Linked DNA regions of Gossypium hirsutum: region 2 is linked to region 1. Evidence: chromatin contacts called from public Hi-C data. All regions are on one chromosome and are shown on one strand. Each heading gives the region's core, a stretch centred on a gene start, on an enhancer-like site or on the middle of the called end of the contact. The rest is flanking DNA. Distances are from core to core; before and after follow the strand shown. Region 1 holds the start of LOC107955008 (mediator of RNA polymerase II transcription subunit 19a). Region 2 holds the start of LOC107955016 (FRIGIDA-like protein 3).

Region 1 (6,823 bases), core at 1,230-3,729:
ATCTTTCACCATTTGTAAAAACTTTGCATATTGCCGTCAAAGATATTGAAAATTATGAAGAATAAATTTGATTGTCGATAAAATGAACAATCACTTTGAGCAAGATTGTGCTAATAACGTGTTATAAAATAAAGAGAGATAAAGAGACTAAAGAACAAAAAAAAAAGGGAAGCAATAGAGAATGCATTTTATTGATCAAAAAAGATGATTACAATGCTTCACCAGAGTCTCTATTTATAGGCATAAGAAGTATAAAAGAAGTAGAGATCTAATTTTAATAACTATTAGAATTTAAAGTATATTAAAATTTTATATTGATCATGATGGATATCTACTTAATAAATTTTATATTGATCATGATGGATATCTACTTAATAAGATATTCATAACAAAAATCATATTTTTTTTATTTTCTAATTTTTATTTTCATTTTTCAAAAATCAATTTCAAAAAATTTAACCAAACATGTTTTCTTCACTATTTTTAATTTTCTATTTTCCAATAAAAATGAAAATAAAAAAGATCATTATTTCTTGAAACCAAACGCACCCTAATATTTTTTGTTATTTGATGATTCTGTGTAACATATTTTTCATTGTTTAGCAAATTTTCTTAAAATCTTTTTTTGAAACTTATTTTCAGTTAAATAAATACAACATATTTTTTTACAAAATATTATAGAAGTATTCCCTTTAACAATAATAATTTATTTTATAATAATAAGATCATTTATAGACATAATAATAATCAATATCTAATTAAAATTTAATTTGAAGTTACATATATTATATATATCTATATGAGAGCAAAAAGTGACAAATTGGAGCTAGAAGTGATAAAAAAAATTTTAAGTAGGATTTAAACAAGTAACCGTATTTATATTATTAAAATATTCATATTTTATACTATAGAATATTTATTATTAAATAGTTATGAATTTAATATATATTTATTATTAAAATATTAATATAATTTTTTTCAATAAAATATTAAGAATATTACTCAAAATTTAAAATTATTATTAATGTTAAAATTTTTTATTAATTTAAAATCATAATATTAAATAATTTTATTAAAATATTAAATTATGTTAATAAATTATTATACTATTAAATATAAATATATACATTTAAAGATATTGAAAAATGCCAATAATCTTTTGACCTAGTGACAAGAGTATTTGTGTCATAGCATGAAAACTTAGGTTTAATCTTTGGCAACACCAACCTTACCCACAATTATAAAAAATCTTGAAAATTATAATATATAATTTTAAAATTTTAAATAATTTTGTAAAATTAAAATTTTCTTATTAATATAATAATATTGTACTTTATTCAAGTTAATTTTATATAAAAATGAGTTACTCATAAAAAATTGTTTTTTTGAAAATTACTTATGTTTTTTAATAGGAGAAGTCATTTTTAGACCAAAATAACTTATTTTTTGTTGACCAGTAATTTTTTTCTGTTAACTAAGTTATTTTTCATAAAATAAAGACAATAATATATAAAAAATATTTTTCATAAAACAAACAAAATGTATAAAGAGTTAGTATTTGAGTGGCAATATACTTTTTTATTCTACAAACAAAATTTGTCACGTATAACTTTTCTTAAATATTTATTTATTTTTAATGTTTTACTATACTCTTATTTGTCAACTCCCTTGATTGTGGAGTCTAAGAACTCCACTAGAAGTATATCAAATATTATTTCATGTATAAAATATAAATGTATTAAAAGAAAAGGATAAATTACACTCAATATCACAAAACTATTAGTAAGTTTATGCTTTGATTACTCAACTTCAAAAAGTTACAAAATAGTTACTGAATTATTCAAAAGTTTTCATTTAAGTCATAAGGCTATTAAAATCAACGTTGTATGGCCTTCTCTATTTGCATTGTCGACACTAATAAAAAGCTCTCATTTCCTTTCTCTTCTAAAGTTCAATTTTCTTTTATGAAACAATTTTGAATGTTATGAATTCATGAACTAAAATCCAAACAACTTTCTTCTTCAATCTCCAATATTGATCGCTAGATCAACTTGAATCTAAGGTATATTTTTGTACTTGTCAATAGGTATTGATTTACCTACTAATCGTCGAATTGTTGCTTGGAACAAGCTAGCTAGACTTTACAAAAAAAAAAAAGCTTAACAATCCAATAGCTTAAATAAAAATTTTCAAATAGTTCAGTGATTTAAATGAAATTTTTTGAATAGTTTAACTATCATTTTGTAATATTTTAAAGTTAAGTTACTAAAATATAAATTTATTAATAGTTTAGTGACTTTAAGTCCAATTACTAAAAAAACAAAAGGAAAAAATTTCCCACATTTTTGGCTGGGGTCCCTCGTCGTGCGAGTGTGTAGAGAAAAACATTGGCAAGCGTGGAATTACCCGATTCACCCGACGCTCTTCGATCCCACCCTAAAAACAAAAACTATTATAGTAATAAAAAAATTAAAAAATAAATAAACAAATAAGGTAACTAAACACCCCGAGATCCAGAGAGCGAAGCTACGGACCCCAAAAACCTCAGAGGTAAAATTTATTAGCATCGTCGTTCGTCTCCTTCCAAACCCTAGAAAAGTACGACTTTCTTCTTTTAGAACTCTCTCGAACTTTCTCTGATCTACCATCTCTTTCCTTCCACTCCCTTCCCTTCCGTCCTTTTTCTCCCTCTCTTGGTTTCGCTGCTCAATTTCTTCTCCTTTCCCCTTTTCTTTGTTTTAAAATTTGTGCGGTTTTGATTTTTGTTTGGATTTGGTAATTTTTTACTGGTAGAAAAGCGTGAGGAGTGAGTTGAGTAGAAGAAGAGAAAAGGAACTTCGAAATTTTGTGCTTTGCTTTCCCGTGATCTGAAAAAAGTAACACGGCGAACTTGCGATTTCATGTTTGAGGTATTCTTGATTTCTTCTTTTTCTTCTTCCCCTCTAATGTTTTTATTTTAAATTTTGCAATGGTAAATTATGATTGGGTTTTCTTTCTGATTCTTATGTATAGACAATTAGTAATTGTTTGGAAAAATATTCTTTCGGCAGTTATTCCTCATGTCTGTTTTTCTCTCTTGGAAATTTATATATGTCCTAAGATTCCGAGAAAAAAAAATCTGTGGAAGTGAGAAATTGAGAAAAAATTGCGAACAAATTATTTTAAATCTGTAATTCTGGTGTCTAAATTTGCTTGAACCAGTAAAGAAATAACCTTTATCAATGCTTCTTATTTCCACATAACCAATTAATGATCCACACATAACAAATTTAGAGGAAACTAAACTGGAAATTCTTGGAGTTAAGGTATTATTCTACATGAGGGTAATTTCAATTTCTCAGTGCACCTGAAACTGCCATCGCTTGAAAACTCTCTTTAAATTATGACTATTAACTAGGCATTTAGAATTTATTTTTAAAGTTACATATGCTATTATTTGGCTTGCTTAGGAAATTAATGCTAAGGTATTCTCAAAAGTTGAGCTGTTAGTGGGCCAATTGCTTCCTACTGGATCCAATCATGAACCTCTATTGATATGTTTAATGTAAATATTAATTCTGCGTTTGCCTCCATTTTGCTTTTTGAATTGAAATCAAAGGGTTATATGGTTACCAAGTTGGCCTTTATCGGTTTCTCTTGGCATATCTTTCACCCTACTGCACATATTTTGGTACTAGTTATATAATTGAACATAAATAAAATTGTAAGAAAGATGAGGGCAAAGAGATTTAATTGCTGCACTGGGGAAGCATATTTGATGTGAAAGTTGGCTTTGGAACTTGAAATTTGTAAGATGCTTGTTTTACATGCCTGCCACAGAAGGTGAACAAATTGGAAAAAAGGATGTACTGACTAGGTTTTGTATGCTTTTTTATTTTTAATATGCAAGACCCTTCTGCACTATAGGGCAGGCTGCCTGTGATGATTATGCTTAACTTACTGAAGATCTACTGTAATCTTTGTTTACTTTTATAGATGTTTTGATTATTCGTGGATGTTTTTCCTGACTTTCGCTAAAAAATGCAGCTGATGATGATACATATTTCATGAATCATTAACTCATGGATCCTGAAGGCAAGAAATTTGGAGGAGGTACTATTGTTTAGAATGTGGATTTTTTATTGCACTCTCTTTGTTTTCATTGCATTTGTTTTTGGATTTGTTCAGTCCATTTGAAGTTTTTGGATTGAAAATTCCTGAGGTAACAGTAATTTCATGTAAAGTTATATGGTATTATTGTTGTTGTTGTTGTTGTTGTTGTTATTGTTGTTGTTATTGTTATTGTTATTGTTATTGTTATATTTCTTTTTCAACTAACAAGAAACTGTTTTCTTTAGGACCGAGGGAACTTAGCGGTGCTGTTGATCTTATAAGTCACTATAAGTTATTGCCTCACCATGACTTCTTCTGCAAGAGACCTCTTCCAGTATCAATCTCAGATACACATTATCTTCATAATGTGGTGGGAGATACTGAAATTAGAAAAGGAGAAGGGATGCAGCTGGACCAGCTTATTCAGAATACATCTCATAACAGAGACTCTAATGTCCGTATACAGCCTTTTGACCTTGATATTCTTAAGGAGGCTTTCCAGCTGAGTGAAACCACTCCTGTTGAATTGCCAGTGGTAAGAAATTTACTGCTTTGAGACTACCCTTATTTAAGTTTTTTAATCTAAAGGGTGGTTCTAGGTATTATGCCATTAATCAGTAAATTGGTAAAAAATTAATGGCCCTATAGTTTATTTTGTTATTTACAATATTTATCTTCAATAGGCATCACTTCTGTTGGAGTTGTTAACCATTTTGTTTATTAGAGTGAAAAAGGGATTCCTACTATTGCTGGGAAGTCAAAGAGTGAAGCTAAAGATAAGGACAGGAAGCATAAAAAGCACAAGGACCGAGATAAGGACAAGGATAAAGAGCATAAGAAGCACAAGCACCGTCATAAAGATAAAGATCGAAGTAAAGATAAAGACAAGGAAAAAAAGAAGGATAGAAGTGGGCATCATGATTCTGGTGCTGATCACTCAAAAAAGCACCATGAAAAGGTTGGAAGTTTGTTACCTCTTACACGTTTTGTCCAGAGTATAGTGGAAAAATGGTTAAAGTCAGTCTGTTAATTTATCCATTCTTTGTTCAAGAATAACATTGTTTCTTTTGAGCTATGCATGGGATGTTTTCTTTTGATCAGTAAAAATAAGCAGTTGTGCTGATCCCGGGAATTAAACTACCGTGGTCTGTGCTCCTGTGCAAGTTTGTATTTTAATTTGTCTTCTGAAAGTATATCAAAAACTTTTATCTTGAAATTAGATTAATTTTAAATGGAATTCCATGTAAAATTCTTTATAATTCATATATTTTCAGAAAAGGAAGCATGATGGAGATGAAGATCTTAGTGATGTTCACAGACACAAAAAAAGTAAGGTAATGCACCTAATTGTGGATTATGCTCTGTTCTGTTGCGTTATGTGGATTATCTTTCATATTTGTGATATGTGTAGCACTAACTCTTCATTTCGTCCTAGAATGGTGCCCATAGACTTTGTCTTCTAACTACTTTCTCATCATGCTTATCAAAGTACGTAATTAATTTGATGCAGCATAAAAGCTCAAAAATTGATGAAGTTGGTGCAATTAAAGTAGCAGGCTGAAAGGGTGGCTCTCTAGTTCATATTGTCTCAGATGGTTTTCAGAGTATGGGAGGGTTTGCTTAATGCTCTCTACATTGGTTGAGGTGAATGTCATATCTCGCTGTTTCATTTATTTCTTATTGTATTACTCTTGATACTCAATATTATCCAGTTATTCACTGCTAATCAATTATCAAAATCCAAAAATGTACTGGAACTTGTATATGAATATGCCCCAGATATACAATAATTCTCTTCGCCTCCATATAACATTATGTGCTTTATCCTTCTACTTTCAACTCAGGCAATCAAGGTACAACAAAGAAATAATTATGAACACTAAGTATAACATTGCATAAAGGGTGGATTAGAACTTGGATGTTTGCTGCAAATGTTCTTATTACAGTTTTTTAAATTGTCTAAAGTAGAACATGGAGAATCTCATACATGTAGCCTAGCAACTGGCTTTTATAAGATCTATTGTTTTCTACTTTTTATCGGTAAAACTATATTGCAAGGGTAGTGATGTAGAGAATCTGCTGAGTTCTGTGGATGTTGCCAGACAAATCTTGTGGCTGAAAAGGTTGTGGAATGGCATAGTTTAACTTCTGTTTAGAAGTGGTTACATATTTAATTATTTACACATTCAAGTATTTACAGTTCTAGTTTTGGGGCCCAAGATTCCAATGAGGAGAAAGATAGTGTAGTAGTAAAAGAATTATTTGCTTCCTACTCTTGACCTGATATTAAAACGTGGCCTACACTCTGAACGAGGTTGAATTTGGATCCTTTTCCCACTGTTCATTATGTGACCTGTTATTATTATTTCTTTAAGGCAGACTCTTCCTTTTTGTTATATTTGTTATCATCACAGGGCTCAGGTGTGGAGATGGGGTTGGGGAAGGGTGTTAAAATGGCAGATAGGTTTTAAAGGTTCTAACTTAACACACTCTCTCTGTTTGTCTTTTGTGCAGAGTAACTTGTAAACTGAGTTAAGAATGTGTAGAAGGTGAATTCATCCATTGATGGATATCTAATGCAGGGTATAGGGCTGCTGAAAATGGACTTTTTTGTATCATAAACATTGTTGGTAACATGCAAAACTTTGATTTTCTTTCGTCCTTTTTCTAATTTTGTAGCTGTGCTTGTCGTGTACACATAATTTTGTCTGGTTAAAAGTCTAAAACGCCT
Region 2 (6,978 bases), core at 2,709-5,208, 150 kb after region 1:
AATTCCGAAGCTTATTTGCTTTGTTGTTTGTAATTTAAATTATTGTTTCGATAGAAAATTTCACTAAAGTCATAGCTTTCACTCAAGTTCTTTTTTTTCTCTCCAGGATTTTAGGTTTTTTCCCAACTATTAAAATTATATCAATTTGATGGACTAACTTGCTTTTTAGCGTCTACTTAGTAGTTGACTTAATTATTTGGTTAATTGGTCTATATTTTATAATAAGGACAATAGTAAATTTTATTTTTAGATAATCTTAACTTTTGTCTATCAAACACTTCAGTTTTACATCCTAGTCAAATGAACAAAATAAGATAATTTCACATTCTACTCGTAGCCTTATATTATTATAATCCTATTATGAAATGTAACCTAAGATTTAGTGAACCAAACACCTCCTAAATATTAAGATCTTTCTTGTAAATTTTTTCCAAAAACTAGATGGAAATGCTATGGACCTCCTAGTTGGAAAAAGAAAACACTGCAAATAAAAATACAAAATTTTGGCGAAGGATTAATAAATTTGAAGTTTTCTAGTAAGTTCTTTCAAAATTACTTTTTAATGATTAAAATTATTTTAATATTTTTTTGGTGAAAAAAATAAATTAATTACAAAGGTCTACTCAAATCTAAAGGAATCTCATCAACCAATTGAAGATCCTCATTTCTATCAAAAGCTCACTTACAATAAAATGAGCTTTCAGGTTCATTTCTTGAGAAATATATTCAAGCTTCCATTTACCAATATCCATCAAGTTGTGTTGAATATGTCGAATAAGTGCTGAGGGAGATGCCTTTGAGAATGATTCATGAATAGCCTCAATAGCATCCTTGTTGTCTGTTTTGATAGACACTCTATCATAATTTCAATCTTTTGCTATCTTCAAGCCATCTAAGATACCCCATAATTCCACATTTAATACAAAACATCGACCCAAATTCTTGTTGTACCCAATTATCCAACCCCCATATCGATCTCTCAATGCTCCTCCTGTAGAAGCCAACCTAGGGTCTAACTTCATAGTGCCATCCCTATACAGACAAACCCAATTACCTTCCTCATTATCTGATATCCTTATACTCGGTCTTGCAAAACACAAAGACTTTTGTGAATAATTACACTGTATGGCCCAACTGTAGAAATTTTTAATTATCTCATCAACGCTCCACTGACTTCCTTGAAAAATGAGAAGGTTTCGATTCTTCCCAATACACCACACCATCAATCTAAAGAAACACAACCAATCAACATCTCTTAATGAAAGCTTGTATCAATTCTCCAAATCATTTTAATATTATAAATAAGTGTTAGATATAATGATAAAACACACTACATCCTCAACGAGAGACAGTTACGAATTCAAACATAAAAGTTGTTGAAGTTGGGTCTAGAAATGAAAGACTGAAATTACACCAAAAGTCGAATTAGATGTTTTAATAAAAGAATATTATTGGGCCAAGCCCAGGTCGCTGAAAATATTCAGACAAGACCTTTTAATCGTCGGTGCAATATTCTAAATCCGAACATGTTTCAAATCTTTGTCTGAGTCGAATGTTGACTCAACTTTAAGAGCACTCCTCAACCTCACTAACTCCCCACCATTTACAGATAACTTTACAACGAAGCGAATATTCCATTTTTTAAAATTTCCAACAGAAGAAAGAGCAGAGTGCTCCAGGAATAAAAAGCAAGAGAGATGGCTTTACAGTGTGTCCATCAGATTCTCGTTGAACTGCGTCGGATTTATACTGAAATTATGTACTAAAACATTAAATTATTTAATATTTTCTAAAATATTCATTAAGTCTTTAAATAAACAGCAGAATAGGCCACATAAATCTCTTAAAATTTAGACCAATCATTGTAGGTTGAACAAACCGTTAGTTTATTAAATAAATTATATTGTTTTTAAAATATATTTAAATCCAATCAAAATTATGTAGTATTTATATTTAACAAAAAGTTATATATTTTAGTATTTAAAGATAACAATGTTAATTTTCTAGTATTTAATTCCATATTTACGGTTAATTTGATAAAAATTTATTATTAATAATATTGGGTTTGAATTTTTATTAATAGAATAAATTTAAATTTTTATTGTGAATTTGTTTAAAATTTGTGTTTAATTTATTAGAACGAAAATTATATTTTTCAAATTTTAAAATTAAATTAAATTAATTGTTAATTATGAATTTTTATTAAATTAACTATAAAACTCTAATTAAATATAAAAAAAGTTAACACCATAAGTTTCTCTTGCTAAATATGAATACTTACATTAAAATAAATAAATTACCTAGTTGGTCACCTAAATTTTAGGGCACTTTCATTTTGATCATCCAAAATAAAATTGTTACAATTTCGTCACTCAACTTTTAAGGTGCTTTCATTTTAGTCACCCAATCGTTGAATCTCTAACGCCAGTTAACTATACACGCCATATCATGTTCACACTTCCATTTTGGTCACAAAAAAAAACATATTTTCTTTTAAGTATTGATCGAGGTAAAAAAATTAAGGATTAAAGTAAAAAAATGATAGAAACTAAAATAATGCATTAAAACATTGTCAAATTGTACTTGTTTATCACATTTATGAAAGTTCTAATTTTTTCAAAATTGGAATTTTAAATTTCAAAAAATAGAACTCAAGTTAACCAATTTGTTACTGTAATATTGAAATCAATTAAATTAATCTCCTCCTAAATTTTAAAATTTTATTTTATATTTCCATATTATTCTTAATTAAATCAACTCGATAACTCATATTTAATAATTGTCTATGAAACATAAATTTCTTTTGATTATATAATCTCGAATTTTTCACCAAAAGCAAAGAAAAATCATTGCAATTAATTAAATTAAGTGCTTGTTCTTCGTTTGGGTAACAAAAGTGATGAAAAATTATGGGTTTTGCTTGGCATGAAATATTAATTAATTAATTAAATTAATTGTAAGAACTTTTCTTTACTTTTTGCTTAATATGAAAAACTCGAGACCATATAATTAAAAGAAATTTGAGTTTCATGTACAATCATTAAAGATGATTTATTTGAGTTGATTTTAATTTAGAAACATAAAATAAGATTTTAAGATTTAAAAGGATACTAAATTAATTGATTTAATTAATTATAATATTATAGTAACAAATTGTTTTGCATTGTCAATAGATACAATATTTTCAATAACTTATTTAGCCGATTTCGATGTTTTGAAATTTAAAATTTCAATATTGAAAAAAAATTAGAACTTCTGGCAATGAGGTAAACAAGTAGAATTTGACAAATTTTAAAGCATTATTTTAGTTTGTACCTTTTTTCACTGAAATCCTTAATGTTTTTTTACCCCGATCAATATTAAAAAAATATATTTTTTGAGTGACCAAAATAAAAGTGCGAACATGATATGACATGTACAATTTAACCGTTGTTAAAGATTTAATGGTTAAATGATTAAAATAAAAACATCCTAAAAATAGAGTGACGAAATTGTAAGAATTTAATTTTGAGTGGTCAACTAAATATCTTACCCTTAACAAAACACAAATTTTGCATTAAAAAAAATTAAACTCAAATATTTAAGGGTATATTAAGCTTTATTTTCCCCAAAAATTTAACTCGACTAATGCCAGTTACATTTAAAGTTGAAATGACACCTCATTTGTTTAGTTCAACCATATTTAAATGAAACATTAAAATAATAAACAAAATTTATTTCAACAATATTGTTATAAGTTCAAATCATATCTGTTCTTTGACATAATATTTAAAACTATCCAAAACCCTTTGTCAACTCATAAATAAAAGGATAATTCGATTCAACACACATAAATCTATGTCTCCATGTATTGATAATAATACTCGTGTCAATTGAGCTAATCCTTAATCTAAAATAATCAACAATTTTGAATTTAAGTAAGTTTTAATGTCTGAAATTGAATGAAGTGAATAATCCCATTCTCAATAAATGCTGAATAAAATAATGATAAAGGAAAAGAGGGAAAAAACACTATCTTTTAGCTTTCGTTTCATTTAGTCTCTCTTTCTTTCTCTCTCTAGTGATTAAAGGATAGGTAGCAGCCACAAATATCCACTATCCCAAAACACCAAACCTTCTTTGAAAAAAAGAGGAAACAAAAAATGGAGTGATTAATTCGAATCTTTATCGAATTAGGACACTTTGTTACCCCATTTCCGTTTGAATCAATCAGGTAATTGTCTCTCTCCCTCGCTATTTCTTTCTTTTCCCGTCGTTTTCACTCTCTTCTCCGGATCGGCACTTTCTTCCTTTTTTTTTAACCCGTCATAAAAAAATTAAAAATCCCTCTTTTTTCTCTTCAAATCTGTTTAATTTTTCTTCACTTCGGGAAATGTGTTTTTGAACTGCCAAAACTCGTCTACTTCTTTTGTTCCCTTTCGTCTGCAGCGAAAAATTCGCTGTTCTGTTCTGATCATGTCCTTTATTTTTAGGTTAGGTGATCTGTGCTTGTTTTGGGTTTACGATCTTTGGGTCGTTGGTATCTTTCTGTGATTTCGGAACTTGTAAAATCACTGGTGAGAGTGGCTACGTTTTACTGGAAAACTGCACCTTTCTGATTAGGCTTTCTAGGGTTAAGTTGGAGCTCTCATTTTTGTGCCTTGATCGCTTAGTTATAATATTTGTTCTAAAGTTTAACTTGTGGGTTTTCTACTCAAGGAATAAAGGAATGTTTACTTTGAACTTAATGATGCTGAAGTTTTGAGTGATAACTATGGTAATTATATTTGGAAATATGTTAATCTGTTTTATTATTATTGATGGAACTGAACTTCTTTTAAGTGGTCCTTATTAAGTTAGGATATTTTAGAATTGGGAAATAGATAAAGGTAGGAAAAGCTTTGATTTGCTGAAACTTATTATCTTCCAAAAGGGAGCTTAGATCATTGTGATCTGTTTATGGAAAGTATTTATTACCGTGAGAGGATTACTAGAACTCTTTTTGTGGATTAACATTTATTGTTTGGGGGTGAAATTTTGTTCTGATTCAAAGTAAATTTGTTGCTTTTGAATTTCTATTGCTTTATTTGGTTATTAACTTATTACTATTTTCGCGGACAATGTTGGATTCTTTGAAATGAAAATGTGTTTACTTATATTGAACTTTATCTTCCCTGATATTTAATTAATATTTTTGTTTTCCGTTTACCTTTCCCTTTTGCTACAACAAGATTAGAGAAGGATTTTGTACTCTAGAAAATCTGTTTGGTTCTATATTCTCTCTCTACTGCTGCAGTGGGGGGTCCAATCCTGGCTGATGTCTTTCTCTTTCAGGTTTTTTGTCATGGAAGATAAGCAGTCGGTTGCAACACTCATAGACTCAACAACTACTAAGATACAGCAGCTTCAGAAAGCATTTGCTGAACTTGAAAGTCATCGTGCTGTAACACTTAATCTGAAATGGAAAGAACTTGAGGAACATTTCCATGGGCTTGAGAAGTCCTTGAAGAGACGCTTCCATGAATTAGAAGACCAAGAAAAGGAGTTTGAGACAAAAACTAGGAAATCTCGAGAAATGTTGAAGAAGCGTGAAGCTGCTGTTGTTGCTAAAGAACAAGCTTCACTAGTGAGGTTACAAGAAAAGAGAGATGCTGCTGTTTTTGCCATTAGTAATGCTCTAGAAAAGCATAGGAAAGTATCACCTGAGGAGCCTGCTGATAGCTGTGATGGAGACAGTGGTGAACTGTCAGTTGAGGAGAAACCCCCTGATTCTGTAGCTTCCGAAAGTAACTCAGAGGATATAAAATGTTCTTCTGAAAATGGAAATTTCGGGGTGAAATCTTATCCCCAATTGGTAAAAATTTGTGAAGAGATGGACTCTGAAGGACTACACAAGTTTATATCAGATAATCGCAAGAACCTTGCTGCCTTAAAGGAGGAAATTCCTTGGGCGTTGAAGGCTGCAGCAAGCCCAGCTTATTTGGTCCTGGAATCTTTGAAAGGATTTTACCTTTTAGAAGCACCAAATGTGGATCGAAAGAAAGATTCAAATCTACTGGGTCTTAGGCGAACCTGTATTATGTTGATGGAATGTCTTAGCTTTTTGTTAAGGAATATGGATATGGTTTCTGTTTCTGCTTTAATCTCAGAAGATGTTAGGGGGCAAGCAAAGTTAATTGCTGAGGAATGGAAACCAAAGTTGGATGCTCTTGACATGGATGCTAGTAATGGTAATTCATTGGAAGCTCATGCATTCCTGCAACTTCTTGCCACTTTTGGTATTGCTTCTGACTTCAATGAGGAAGAACTGTCAAGGCTGATACCAATGGTCTCTCGTCGTCGTCAAACAGCTGATCTCTGCCGGTCCCTTGGTTTGTCTGAAAAAATGCCAGGTTTGTGTAGTATGAACTTACATAGTAACATTGCATAGAATACTTGTTTGTTTGGAAAAAAAAAACGAGTGATTCTGAACAATGAGCTTGAATCTTTCTCCATTCACCATGGGTTTACCTTATACATCCATTATATTTCTTCCGTTCCATTTTTGTAAAACTGATATAACTAACTATTTCAAGTAGACTTTCAGCATAATTAAAAAAAAAGGTCAGGTGAGACCTTGTAAATTAACTGACTTTTTCTATTCCCCCTAACTTAGGCAACTTCAAGCCATCAGAACCGGGGAAACTAATCTTTGCTCTTAAACTGATAAGCATCTTCAAGTTCCTAAATGCTTTTTATTTTACATATTCTTTAAACAATATTGTTGTTAAAATGCTATTTTGGAGTTCAGTGGACCATCCTTCATTTTGGATGACCGTTGTCTGGCACTTTCAGATATTTATCCAATTGTGTGGGATGAACACAAGCAATGTTAATCTATTATTTTTCCTCCCTGAATTGTACTTCTAAGTCTTAGAACAAGAACTGTGAATTACACATGGAATACTGTTGTAGAAAATCAATCATTTCTTCCATTTGTACTGGTTCTGGTTAATTCGT

Evidence for each region. Hi-C and Micro-C count contacts between places; a contact is called where the count stands out from the background.
Region 2: a Hi-C map of leaf shows a contact between it and region 1, with 1.7 times the contacts expected there. The contact joins the promoter of LOC107955016 here to the promoter of LOC107955008 in region 1. A contact is called at or near these places in 3 of 34 Hi-C or Micro-C datasets (all in leaf).

Annotation. Positions count from the first base shown.
Region 1 is chrD07:53,457,233-53,464,055 of Gossypium_hirsutum_v2.1, forward strand. It overlaps LOC107955008 (mediator of RNA polymerase II transcription subunit 19a), which reads left to right and starts at 2,480. Exons shown (of 8, transcript XR_005916384.1): 1 at 2,480-2,598; 2 at 2,794-2,909; 3 at 4,027-4,092; 4 at 4,338-4,627; 5 at 4,817-5,050; 6 at 5,367-5,421; 7 at 5,603-5,736; 8 at 6,607-6,823.
Region 2 is chrD07:53,609,078-53,616,055 of Gossypium_hirsutum_v2.1, forward strand. It overlaps LOC107955016 (FRIGIDA-like protein 3), which reads left to right and starts at 3,959. Exons shown (of 4, transcript XM_041097841.1): 1 at 3,959-4,213; 2 at 5,314-6,371. The coding sequence starts at 5,324.